Regions from separate parts of the Triticum aestivum genome. Here region 2 is linked to region 1. Evidence: chromatin contacts called from public Hi-C data. All regions are on one chromosome and are shown on one strand. Each heading gives the region's core, a stretch centred on a gene start, on an enhancer-like site or on the middle of the called end of the contact. The rest is flanking DNA. Distances are from core to core; before and after follow the strand shown.

What was found. A called contact is a pair of places that touch in the nucleus more often than the background predicts.
Region 2: a contact with region 1 is called in a Hi-C map of leaf, with 4 times the contacts expected there. The contact joins the enhancer-like site here to the promoter of LOC123127929 in region 1. A contact is called at or near these places in 2 of 5 Hi-C or Micro-C datasets (both in leaf).

The regions. Positions count from the first base shown.
Region 1 is chr6A:461,483,377-461,490,212 of IWGSC CS RefSeq v2.1, forward strand. LOC123127929 (scarecrow-like protein 6) reads right to left here and starts at 4,883. Exons shown (of 1, transcript XM_044547792.1): 1 at 2,091-4,883. The coding sequence starts at 4,578. The coding sequence ends at 2,464.
Region 2 is chr6A:461,910,029-461,916,624 of IWGSC CS RefSeq v2.1, forward strand. No RefSeq gene overlaps it. Among protein-coding and RNA genes, the nearest start is that of LOC123130747, 4.9 kb to the right of the region's middle. Within about 2 kb of position 4,338, at least 5 of the 8 cell types and tissues checked have an H3K27ac peak or open chromatin away from gene starts, as enhancers often do. A contact at or near this core is called in leaf, where this site is marked.

The DNA.
Region 1 (6,836 bases), core at 3,633-6,132:
CGTGTCCGCGGACTGGTGTCCCATTGTCCACGAACGGATGCGGAAGGTTTTTTACGGGTTGCCATTGGAGATGCCCTAAACGTGTGTGCACATCCACGTGTTGTACTTTGTTTGTCTGAAAATATACAAAATGCCTTGACGCGCGAGATGATCGGATACTCGCGAGGGGAAAGTGGAAAACGGACTCCACTCCGCTGTCACACCAGCAACGTGGGGTTCCCAGGCTTTCAAATCCCAGATTTGTTGGCTCCCGCCCTCCGGCGAAAAAGAAGGAGCCGCTCCTCAACAACAACAACAAACTAGTACAAGCAGTACAGAGGACGAGGATTTTTAAGTGGCTGGAAGCCAGCACGGGGGCAGAGGCGATCATGAAGGCGAGAATGTGGAACAGGAGGCAGGAGGGGACACCCCCCATGTGGGACGGAGATGACCCGAGATGAAATACGCCCTAGATAAATAAACTACAGGGCCAGCCAGTGCCCTTGTCCGGGTCTCTCTCTCCCTCTCTCTCAGACTTCTGTAAGTATTTCATTTTTTAAACGCAGATAAAAACAGCCCCTCCCCCATTTAAAAATCCGAGGTGGTAGTAGGGCACACCATATGATGGCGCTGGTAGGACATGCATTATGCAGTCGGTAGATGAGGGGGGTTGATAAAAAAACTCAGCAGCAGAATTGTCTCTACTGTGAGTGACAAGCAAGCTCCACACTGACCGCACGCAGTAATGCAGCAAAGGTAAACGGAAATCAGAAGCCACATGAAACTCGATCTGAATTTCGAGTGGCAGAACGGATCAGTTTCCGCACAAACCCAAGCGAAAACAGAGAATCCAATGTCCGAGACAGGACCTAAACCTAACCTTTTTAGGTGTGTTCCGGTCTCAAGAAACCTTTTAAGATTTTGCAGGCAGATATGAGTAGATGGCTTGTGTGGACGGCAACATACGTCACGCATCGCCGGCATGGCCGGTTGGCCAAGTAAAATACGAACGCCATCATCAGGGCACCACGCCGATGAGATATACTAAGAAAAAAAATCAAGGGTCTCCTCCTTCTTTTCAGTTCAAAACCAGGCCCATCTTGAAATAAACACCAACCAACCAAGGCGCCAGCACACAGCATACACACCCCATCGCGGCACATTCTCAGGAAATTACGGTAGGCGTGTGTGTGTTGTTTCGTGCTTGCCATGTCCTGTTGGCGCCAAGTCTATTGTGGAAACATAACAGAATGACCAAATTTTGCTCATCACCTTGTTTGCACTCTGTGCTTGGCACATTAGCAAATCGAGTGCCACTGTCTATTCCTAGAGATACTTCACATTCTTCTTCCTTCTCTCAGTAGCTACGCTACTTGGAAACCAAGCCTTGGCATGGAAGTTGGAACCACGCCACATGATGAGAATTAGTCAAAAGTTCAGACTAGGGAGTAGCAGACATAAACAGACTAATAAATACCGAGAGGAAGTTCAATTTGAAGATATAACCAGTAGTGGTAATCCATTGTTGACATGAAATCCATATCTGTGCTGGTGCCTCTGCCGACCATATTAGGGCTCCATTGATTCAAAGAATTTTCATAAGAATTTTGGAGGATTAGAATCCTTAGGGAAAAAAAATCTATGTTGGTTGTTTGATTCATAGGATTGAATCCTTGTACTACTTCCCATAGGATTTGCAGCATCCACCCAATGCAATCAAACAGTCAAAAATCCTGTAGGATTGGATGAGCATGACATTTTAATCCTATGTTTTTCCTATTCCAACGTTTTCAGAATCCTGCGAATCAAAGAGGCCCTATTCTATAGCAAGTACAGGTCATCATATAGACAAGGTACTAATGTGAATTATCAGATGGACATCAATGGGACCCCTAGTCCCCAAATTTCAGTTCAGTTAGTTCTCTTTTTCTTTTCTCTTATAAAGATTCTGCTCTGTTGTCTCTAAACATCTAGGCAAAATACACTATGGCAAGATCTGTCCCTAAGCTTTATGTCATATATTCTAGTCCTACAGAAGTTCAACCCCAAATAATACCACTAAGACTATTTAAACATTGCTAAAATAAACAGTTCAACTCAACAACATAAAGTGCACAATTAAGTTGCACCAGGAATAACCAAGGTAAGCAACATGAGCAAATATCAATACTGTACCATAGAACAGTTCCACTGGTTAAAATTATCCTCTCGGCTCACAAGCAATCCTTGAAATGACATGATAAATGCTAAATGAGCAGAGTGTGAACATCGTGGTAAGAACCTAGAGCAACATCATTACACTATTAGAGTTACCGACACAAATGTTGCTAAATCCACTAGTCCTAGCTAAATAAGTTGCGATGAAAAGCGATACGGGGTGTCCAACAACCAAGATAGTAGTTTCCTTCGCAACATTTTAATTGCAAGACAAAATGAACATTACTGGAGTTGAAGATGCCTGCGAACGGTGGCGGCGACCGACGATCAGCACCGCCAGGCTGATACTGATACAAGCTCGCCACGCTGCCAATAGAGAGTGAGCGCAACCCCGCGTTTCTCGACGTGGAACCCTCGGACCTGCACCCGCTTCAAGAGGCAGTCGGCCTGTGCCTCGGCAAGATTGCTGAGCGGCACAGGTGTGAAGCCAGCAGCAGCAAACACATTCCGCCATGAAACTGCTTTGTCGGTCTTGCGCCGCCCAAGCACCGCGTCTTCGACTCTTGGTTGGATCAGAAACTTCTCGATCTTACAGGCAGAATCGGCGTCAATTCCAGCAGCATCAAGCGAGTCAAGGAGGAACATGCAGGATTGAAAGCAATGCAGGAAGTGCTGTGAGAACGGGAGGTCAGCACGATCAGCTCCATAGTCCATGGCGACCACAATCTTAGGACCAAGCTGTTTCACCAACCGAAGGATTACAGCCAGCGGTGGTGCACGAGCAGAGCAACCAACTGGGAGGCTCACAGCTACAATTTCGTCGCCAGTAGAAGAAATGAGCTCAGCCGGACTGAAGGCATCAAGACTGACGGCATTGAACTCGAAGGGAATTCCAAGATCAGCAGCAAACTGCGTGAGGTTATCCTGAGTAAGATGAAGCTCCAGTGGATGGTGAGAAGCATCTGAAACGAAGGCCGTCAGCTTCAGCAACGGCAAAGCCACGCCGCCAGTACCACGGCGATGAGCAAGCTCCTGCAAGAAGGAAGCCCACTGCCCGCCTACACCAAGATCGAAGTCAATGACATGGATGCAGGAAGCGGCGCTGCAGGCGATTTCGTCGAGAAGCGCCTGCGTGGCCGTGAAGTTAGCGAACTGCAGCATGGGCGACAGGTCGGAGAAGGACTTGTAGGCCGCCAGCTTGAGGGCGACGTCGAGCGGTGAGGTGATGCGGGAGGCGCCGTGGTGTCCATCGGCGAGCGCGAGGAGGAGGGCCTCCCTGAGATAGGAAGCCGACCGGAGGAAGGGCTTCCCAAGTGGGGGAAGCTGGTGATTGAGCCGCGCCAATATCTCACGCGCGCCAGTGGAATTACCGGCCTCAGCTGCCTTTGCCGCCGCAGCCAGCTCGTCCAGCAGCTGCTGCTGCGCCGCCTCGGCAGCCGTCGTCTTCATCGCCCCGCGAAGCGGGGGCGGCGAAGGCTGGAGCTGGAACGGGAGTGAGCCATGTAGCAGGGGAAAGGCCGCCGCCGCCGACGTGCCCAGGTGGTTTCGGGTGAGGTAGAGGTCGTCTGGAACGGAGTGGTGGCGTTTGGGCGGTGGCTGGTGGAGTTGCGAGCGCTGGTTGTGATCGGAGAAGGAAGCGAGGGGCATGAAGAAGGCTGCGGCGGGAGGCGGCGGTTGGTGCTGTTGCTGGTACTGGTTGAAGAGGCCATGCGACTGCGGTCCGAGGAGAGGGGGCTTGGTGTCGATACCTTCGTGGAACAGAATCGGAGGCGGCGGGGGCTGGAGAGAGGCGGCCTCCGGTGAGAAGAGGCCGAAAGCCGAGGAGGCCTTGCTGCCGCCACCGCCACCCCCGCCGGTGGTGGTGTGCGACATGGCGCCGGAGGACGACAGGTCGGAGGAGGCGCCGCCGAGGTGGTGGTCGAGCGAGAAGCCGAGCGGGTCGACGGCCGAGAATCCGAAGCCGCCCGCATTGTCGACGAGCGGCTGCTGATGCATTGGAAGCGGCGGGACGGGCAGCTCCAGGTCGCCGGCGGCCCCCATGATCCAGTTCAAGAAGGTCTGGTCCTGCCCGGCCGCCGCGGCCGCCGCGGCGCTGCCGAGCATGGCGTCCCAGCCCTCCCCTCCATCCAGCGCCCCAGGAATGGGCGGCAGCTCACACCCACCACCACCTCCACCGGCGGCGTGGTCGGCCCATTTGGTGGCCTCGGCGTCGCCGGCGCTGCTCTCGGAAACCGCCGCCACGCCGGTGGAGTCAGCCGCGCCGCCGCCGAGGGACGACGACAGCGTGGACGCGGAGTTGGGCGGGCTGCTGAGCCTCCGCGAGCAGTCGAGCACCGACCGGGGCTCCACCAGCAGCTTCCCCGGCGGCCAGTAGCACAGATCCTTCCCGCCGGCGAGGCCCACTCCCCCGCTCCGCTCGGCCCCGAACAGCGCCGCCCTCATCTACCTAGCCCCGCAGCATAACAGGCAGGCCGGCGAGATCTGGGGCGGCGCGCGCGGGGGATTGATTTTCCTTTGCTGGTGCGTGCGTGCGTTTGGATGTGGCTCTCCTCTCCCTCCCTCCCTCGCTCCCTGCCTTGGCCCTGGCGTGCGAGGGAGAGTATACAACAGGGTACGGGGGAGGGAGGTGGGGGCGGGCAGAGAGAGCAGTGTGCGCCCTTGCCTGCCTGCCTGCCTTGTGCTGCCCCGCTGCTCTCCCCCCCTCTCTCTCTCCTCTCTCTCTCTCTCTCCTCGCTGTGTGGTGCTGTGGCCTCGTCTCTCCCCTCTCTCTCTCTACTGCTATCTTCCCTGGATGCGTGCAACATAAAAAAGGTTAAAAAGTGTACCTCTCCCCCCCTCTCTCTCCCCCCATCGTTTTCAGTCTGCTTCAAGCCCTCTCCCCCTCTCTCTCTGCCTTCTTCCTTTTTTATTTTCACCCTAGGTTGTATTCCATGTTTTATCTGCTCGTATTTTGCTTGGCGACGGCAATGCATGGGCTTATTTCTTTGTGTGGACTGTATGCCTACGTAGGTTTTTTTTCGATAAAGGGCGCTTTTATTATCTCAAAATGTAGCATCAAAGTGATACAAAGTATTAAGAGTATCACCCGGCCTCTGCATAACTAGGATGCACACAGCCAAACACCAGTAGTCTGATAAACAAAAAGATGAAAGACCGACAATTCGGCAACAGTAGAGTCCATAGACCGACACTATGCCTATGTCAAAAGAGATGGTGGACCGAGCCGGAGATTATGCTGCCATCCATGTTGGGTAAAAACCTCCGTAGCCACCTGCTCCAACAGCGTACACACCGCCTTGAATAGCGGTTGGTACTCCGCTCGTTGTAGCGTACACCACGTACGAAGCGAGTGCGTACAACGAAAAATAACCTGCAAAGGAGAAACAGTTTTGTCATTAAAAACAACATTATTTCTACATAGCCAAAGCGACCATAATAAGGCATACGCTCCCACCCTTATTAGCGTTTTGTATGCATTTGAAATACCGTCCAGCCAATGACCAAAAATATTGGCAACACTTGTGGGTGGATACAAATTTGACGCTATTTGGATGGCTGACCACGTAGAACGCGCAAACTTACAGTAAAAAAAGAGGTGTTTAATTGTCTCGTCATGAGTACAAAAACAACACTTCTTACTTCCCGACCAGTTGCGTCGTGCGAGGTTGTCTTTTGTTAGCACAATTCCCCTACGGAGATACCACATGAATATTTTGACTTTAAGTGGTACCTTCGCTTTCCAATTTTTTTTGTTATTACTCACCGGTACCTCAGAATGCGTGAGTGCACGATACATAGAGTCTACTGTGAAAGACCCCGATGTAGTAAGGTTCCAGCGAAACACATCACGACCTTGTGTTAGGATAATCGAATCCAGACGAGACAATAGATTATTCCATGACATAAGTCGGGTGCCAATCAAATCCTGCCTGAACGAAATATTTGGCGGTGATGAGCTGAGCACTTGTGCAATAGTATTATTCTTATCGTGTGCAATGTTGTATAAGGCTGGGTACTGTTCTCGGAGGCTAGCATTGCCTAGCCAAATGTCTTCCCAAAAACGAATCTCTGACCCATCCTTTATTGCAAAAGACCCAAAGCGAAAGAGATGTTTCTTTGCCGCCATTAGGCCGGCCCAAAAGTGTGAGTCTCCAGGTTTCCAATATACATGAGACACTGCCTTTTGGCCTATATACTTATTGCGCAGCATGGTTTGCCAAACATCATCCTCAGTAAGAAGTTTGAACAACCATTTACTAAGTAGGGCCTCATTCTTGACCTGCAGGTCATGAATACCGAGGCCGCCCTGGTCTTTCGGCCTACAAACCACACTCCATTTGGCCAACCTATATTTTTTCTTTTCACCATCTCCTTGCCAAAAGAACCTGGACCTAAAATAATCCAATCTTTGCAAGACCCCCTTTGGGAGCTGGAAGAACGAAAGCATATAGAGGACCATATTTGTGAGGACAGAGTTTATTAAAACCAATCGTCCTCCAACCGAGAGCAACTTGCCTTTCCAGCTGCTCAAGCGTTTCTCTAGTCGCTCCTCTACATGCTTCCACTCCGCAATGGTGAGACGCCGATAATGAATTGGTATTCCCAAATATTTAATTGGGAATTGTCCATGTGCACAACCAAAAAGGTCAACATAATCGGCCGCTGCATCAACAGCTTCTCCAAAGCAGAACAATTCACTT
Region 2 (6,596 bases), core at 3,088-5,587, 430 kb after region 1:
CATAACGTAATCTCGGTGAGACCGATTACACAAACTCGGTGAGACCGATTTTGGTAATGGACTAACAGAGAGTTGGTCATGCAAACTCGGTGGGACCGATTCGCTCATCTCGGTTGGACCGAAATGTTACGAAAGGGAAACAGAGAGTTTGCATTGCAATCTCGGTGGGACCGATCGCTCATCTCGTTTTGACCGAAACGTTACGAAGGGAAACAGAGATATTACAATCCCATCTCGGTGAGACCGAGATCCCTATCGGTGAGACCGAAAAGGCTAGGGTTTCTGGCAGTGGCTATGTCAACTGAACTCGGTGGCGCCGAATAGAAAGTTTCGGTGGGGCCGAGTTTGACTTTTGATTTGGGACATATATGGATGTGAGAAAGTAGTTGAGGACTTTGGAGCATATCATTAAGCACTTTGAGCAAGCAAGCCATTAGGCAACACCTCATCCCCTCTTAATAGCATTGGCTTTTCCTATGGACTCAATGTGATCTTGGATCACTTAAAATGAAAAGATGTAGAGTCCTGAGCTTTGAGCTTGAGCCAATTCTTTGTCCTTAGAATTTTGAGGGGTCCACTTTTCTCATCCATGCCATGTCAATCATTGAGCTTTCCTGAAATGTTTATCTTTAAGTAGCATTAGCTCAATAATGAGTTATATGTTGTTAGGAATTACCAAAACCACCCAGGGATAGTTGCACTTTCATGAACGCGTGGCTGAAGGAGGCATACGACGCGAGTGAAGTGTTGCAGATCAATGTGCGAGTAAGTACCATTGTAAGTACAATTTTTAGTTGGTGTCTTAAAGTTTTTGAGTTTTCTACTTTGTTCCAAATGGTTAGTTGTGTTTGTGCCAGTGGGCTTACACGGAGTACACCCAATGGGTATTTTCATTACAGTGACTGGGTGTAGTCCCCAAGACTATCGTCGACTAGAAGAAGACGGCGGGAGTCTTAGAACTTTGATTTTCTTCGAGTATGGTTTTTCACTCGGACCCACCAGAGCCAATCCGAGTCAGTTGATTCCAGTGGGAGCACGCTGAGTGCACCCACTGCATGTAGTACATGAGACTGTCGTCGACTAGTGGCAGCCAGCGGGAGTCTTAGAACTTAGCATTTTTTTCTCTGGGCATGATTGCTAACCATTTTTTTGTGCGCTATCCGAGTGGATGTCCTTTCATGGGGGCATGCTGAGTGCACCCACTGGGTCTAATTCCTGAGACTATCGTCGCCAGAGTTTTTTAGAATTGACACTTAGCTGATTTTAGCACTCGGAGTGCACTCATCCACACTTAGCTGATTTTAGCACTCACCCACACCGAGTGCAGGCAAGGGCACCGTGGTTGCACCTCGTTGGCAATTGTCCCCGGGGAGGGATTGGATTATGTTTTATTTTAGAATTGAAGGGTGTGTATGTAATTTATTTGCCAATTAAACTCCTTATAGTCTGGCCCCACCTGGCCGCAAGTGAATAAAAGAGCCAAATCACTCGACCAGTGCTTTTTGCAACAAGATTACTGGGAATGCAGTCTTTTTTGCAACGCATTACCGGCTTGGTGGTTTTCTGCAAACCTAGTCGCAAATGTGATGGTTGTGTGCAATTAACTCGTTATTTTTACTTTAGCAATCCATACATTTCAACTTTAGCCCTGTGCGTCGTCTATAAATACACTTGATTTGATGTCGCACACAGAGCTTGAGGGTGTTGTGAGTTATCGATGAAGTGTCAAATGTTTAAAATTCTATAAGCCCACTCTTATTTATGCCCTATTTAGTTTTTTGTGAGTTATATATTGTTGAAACTTGTTTTTTCGAGAGCACGCAAAGTGCGTATCTTAATTTTATATAAGAGAACAAAACAATTTACAAGAGGTCTAGCGAGTGTCAGGCACTCGAAAGACGCTATCCCCTCCGACTCCTGCCTTACAACACAATGTTGCTTTCTCACAAAACGTTGCAAACTTCCTCCTCCACAAGCCACCAACTTCCACTCTCTCATTTCATCAAAGATTTTCGTGACTAGCTCTTCTATGTCTACCCGTTGCTCAATTCTATTGAATACTCTAGCGTTCCTTTTCTTCCATATCGACCAAGACGTGCAAATGACAAGGGTATCGAAGCCTTGCTTATTCTCCTTTGTGAAGCATGAACGTTGTTGTAGCCACCAGTCCAGGAATGTGTCTGTTTTCATCGGGCTTTGAGTAGGCAAGTGTAACGCATTGAAGCAGCCCAACCAAGTTCCCCGCGCATAGCCGCATTGCACCAAGATGTGGTCCACGATGTCTTCCTCATGGAGACAAGTATAACAAGCCGAAGTATGCTCGTGCAACCCATGCCAAGTACGTCGATCCACCGTCCAAAGACGATATTGTGCTGCTAGACAAGTGAACATCTTGCACTTCAGAGGAGCCCAGCTTCTCCAGATGGCAGCGGCGTAAGGGCAGGTTGGCAGTCCTTCACAGAGATGATCATATGTGGATTTGACCGAGTATCTCATCGACGTCGCACATGGCCAGAGGAACGTGTCAAGCGTATGCGTGTCTCTTTGAACTGAGGAAATGGCTTGTCTCAAGTGCATCAATTGTAGCAGTGTCATGTGGGATGTGATATAAGGGATGTCCGCCTACCATTGTTGCCCCTCTTGAGCCCACCGAACCGTCCTGCTATTGATTGAGCGAGTGTCCACATGCTCAAGGATAAGTGGCGCAATCTCCTGCACTGAGTGGCCATGCATCCATCGATCCCTCCAATATTGCTGAAATTGAATATAGATATTTTGCCGATATGCCTTGTCAAGATGTTCGTACAGGATTTAAACTCACACTACAAACCCGGTGTGGCAAAGAGAGGCAACCCCTTCTAAAAGCAGATAAACAATACACTACACCTGGCGAAATTTACATTGTAGCTTAGTGAATTCCGAATAATCATTCACACCTGCAGGTTGGTGAAAAAAGTAGTAGCATTTTTTTCGAGGCAGTGAAAATAGAATAGCTACAGAGCTAGTCTGGTACTTCCTCCGTCCGAAAAAGTTTGTCCCTCAAATGGATGTATCTAACACCAAGGGAGTACCAGCTAGGGCAATGGCCAGCGAGGCAATGCACAATTTGGTTGTTATTCTCATGTAGATATTTTCGAAAATGTCATTTACTTCTCTACATGGTTGATCTAGTTCCGAAGTTATGAGTGATATAAACTCATTTTTCTAGCACTAATTGATTTATATGGTAAAATGTATGCACCCAAATGGTTTTGTGTTAAACTATATTGTTATAATCCAACATCACAGTGGTGTATGTTTTGATTTTGTGCATGCTATAGAGACGAGATACAAGATTTATCAGTGGTGTACGTTTTGATTTTGTGCATGCTATAGAGATGAGATACAAGATTTGTCAGTTGTGTACGTTTTGTTTTCGTGCATGCTATAGAGACGAGATACAAGATTTGTCTTTTCAACCTTATGGATATCTGGGGATATATATAACCATCGGCCCACGATCAATTTACTACTGCTGCCAGGGCAAGCAAACCGGGCGGCAAGCGATTCCTGCGTGTCGATGCCACGCAACTCAAACGTCCCATCAGCGCCGATGCTGATGTGTTACCTCCTCCTTCACTCCCGGGGGATCCCAGCTCCAAAACAAATCGCAGTTATCTCTCGCCCGAGGGACACGAACAAATTATGCTTGGACTGTTGGTTTCCCATTTATAGTTCGAGGACGGTGTGGCCCGTAAACCTTTTGGCAATTAATGATGGAAAGGTGGAACGAGGCTCTCCAAGGCTCGCGCCCTTTTCCTTTTGTCCCGAGTGGTCCCGTCCCGTCTGCCATGCCCGCCATGGGCTCGTTCTTCTTCCCCTCCAATCGATTGCCCCTCGCCGCTTCGGGGGCTTTGCCCGGTCCGGTCAGGTCAGTTCCGTCAGTCAGTGTGGCCGCTCTGCTGGTCATGGCATGGTCATCTTTGTCTTGTCCATGGTAATATTATAGTTTATGGATCTCGATTCGGCGTGTTGCACTGTGGCGTCTATCTTTTGGGCGATGTGGCTTTGCGGACCGGTGAAGACGAATGCATGGCGTGTTCGGCCGGGCACGTACGGAGCAGGGCCGCGCAGCAGCTTTATTTTACCACGAAAAATGAGAGGGAAACGAAGGATGCTTGTACTGTTTTTCCCTTTTTACCGTAAAAAGAGTTGTCGTATGCCGCCGGCATTCATTTTTTTTTTGAGGGAATTCATTTGTTCACGAGTGAGGTACAGAAAGAGGCATACAGGAGAGTGTAAATGCAAGTGGGCCACAACTGGACATGATCTGAAAGCGGTCCGGTAGGCCCGCAACTTGGTGGGCAGATCGATTTCGTCCTGCAACGTGAGTTATATGGGCCCAAATAGAGTACCCAATCCAGTAAAGAAAGCTCGAATTTGCAACCATTTGACAATCTGGCGCGAGTTTGTTCGGCCGTCACAGTCACATGTTTAATTTGCACAGTGACATGCTTTAGTACCCGGCTTCTTTTTTTGGCACGGTGATATCGCTGCTTGTACGTACATGTACTACTGCCCAGCCGGGCCGTCGCAGTCGAGGTGCGTGTGGCGCAGTGCTACGTGCCACTCCTACCAAACGGGCACGAGGAGGGGCCCGTTTCCGCTCGTGAGCAGAATGTTGTTGTTGGCCGGGTCCAGGGAGAAGAGGGAACCTCCGCCGTGTTTGCAAACCGAGTTGAATTGAGCTTGTTAGCGCGGAGCTACCATGCATTCTCGTTGCAGTTAAAGAAACTATAGCGGACGCGTTATATTGTCTAGACCATCGTAATCTATACCTACTAATAAAGTCATTAGTGCTTTTGCCCGTTCATCATTAATTAAAATTACCCCCGAAGTAATCATCAATTACCCCTTATGGGTGGCATAAGTGACGAGAATGATTCGACATTTTTTTCTTGAAGCAGCCGTTGTTTTTGGTTCTTATACCTGATACCATGATACATCACAATTCACAAACACACAAGAACCACAATGGCAAAGGCAGTCTTTCACACTGGTGACTCGGGTTTGATCCTAGGTGCCACCCTTTTTTCTCTTATTTTCTCTCTTAATAGCAAGAGCGATCCCACATATGTTCATGGGCTGGCCCATGTGCGGAGCGTGACACCCTATGTTTGTATTTTGTATTCTGCCTTTTCTTTTTCCGGTATTGTTTTTATTTTTCCTTCTTAAAGTTTATTTGGGAATAGCAAAATTTCACGAAGCTATGAGTTTTAATATTTTTTGATAAATCATAATTTTTTCATGAATTAAAAAAATGGTAGGGACACCATAAAATGTCGATGATTTTTAAAAACTGTTTGCATATCATAAAAAATCGTAATTTATAAAAAGTGTCTGCAAATTAAAAATGTTCATGATTTTATGAAATGATTGTGTATTCAAAATATAATCAAGAATTTGAAAACAATGTCCATGAAATTCTAGAAAATGTTCACAAAAATCAAACTGATCCATTGAAACGGATCCGTAAATAACGAACAAAACAAACGTTGCTTACATTGAGGTTTTCTTAAGGGATTTGTAGAGGTCGCTCTATGATTTTATCTAGTCCATCACGCATCGAGTAAAAAAAGGTTTATGTGTTCTATACAACACCGAGCCCTAGTTTTACTGTTCATGGAAACATCACGATGCTAGGTCAAGGTGAAACATATCATTCATCTGTCTACCTCAGGCAGGGTCCATCAATGCAGTTTGTTGAGTCAAAAAATATTTCGTTCTGGCGGCTTAGAAAATCAAGTCATGATGGGGCCATCACATTTTCAGTTTTTGAAATGGCTTTCTAAAACTCTCTTATCTCATCGTAACTTTATGAAATGACATTTTAAAAGTTCTTATCTCATCCCGAGCACGGCCACGTCACCCTTTCAATGGATGGGTTCTTTCAGCCTTCAAATGGTTCTGTGGCTGCTGGTATGGTCCTTGGAAACAGTGCAGGCAGTATTATCTTTTCTGCCTATCGTGTTATCTTCCACTGCAATGATCCTTTGAAAGCAGAGATACATACGATCATGCACAGCATGGCCCTAGCCATTCAACATTTGACTCTTTTAGTAATTGTTCAATCAGATTCATATGCAGCATTGTCTTGTTTATCAAACAATGGCCTGGAGCGCTCGGTGTATAGTCATTTGGTTCGGGAGATTAAAGAGTTAATGAGTAACATGGAGTTTTATCCTTAAAAAGAATTCTTCATAGTCAAAATAGAGTTGTAGATCGGCTGACCCAGTATAGCCGCACCGAGAGTACAACTACTGTGTCATTAGTCTCGGTTCCACTCTGTATTAAGAATTTGTGGCCTCTTAATTGTAACACTATTACTTCCCAATAAAACTCCCTTTACATCGAAAAAAGAAACACGGCACGCTCAACATATTATCCGTACGTAGTACAGGTTCCGTCGCTCCTGGGCAGACCGTAGTACGCGTGCATCAGCAGCAGACGTGCGTACTACGAGTGAACAAATCAACAATCTATATCTGGCGCGTGTACGCACACTGTACAGACATGCGCGCAGGTGTTGCCCGGTTCGACGGGTTTGCACCGCGTGT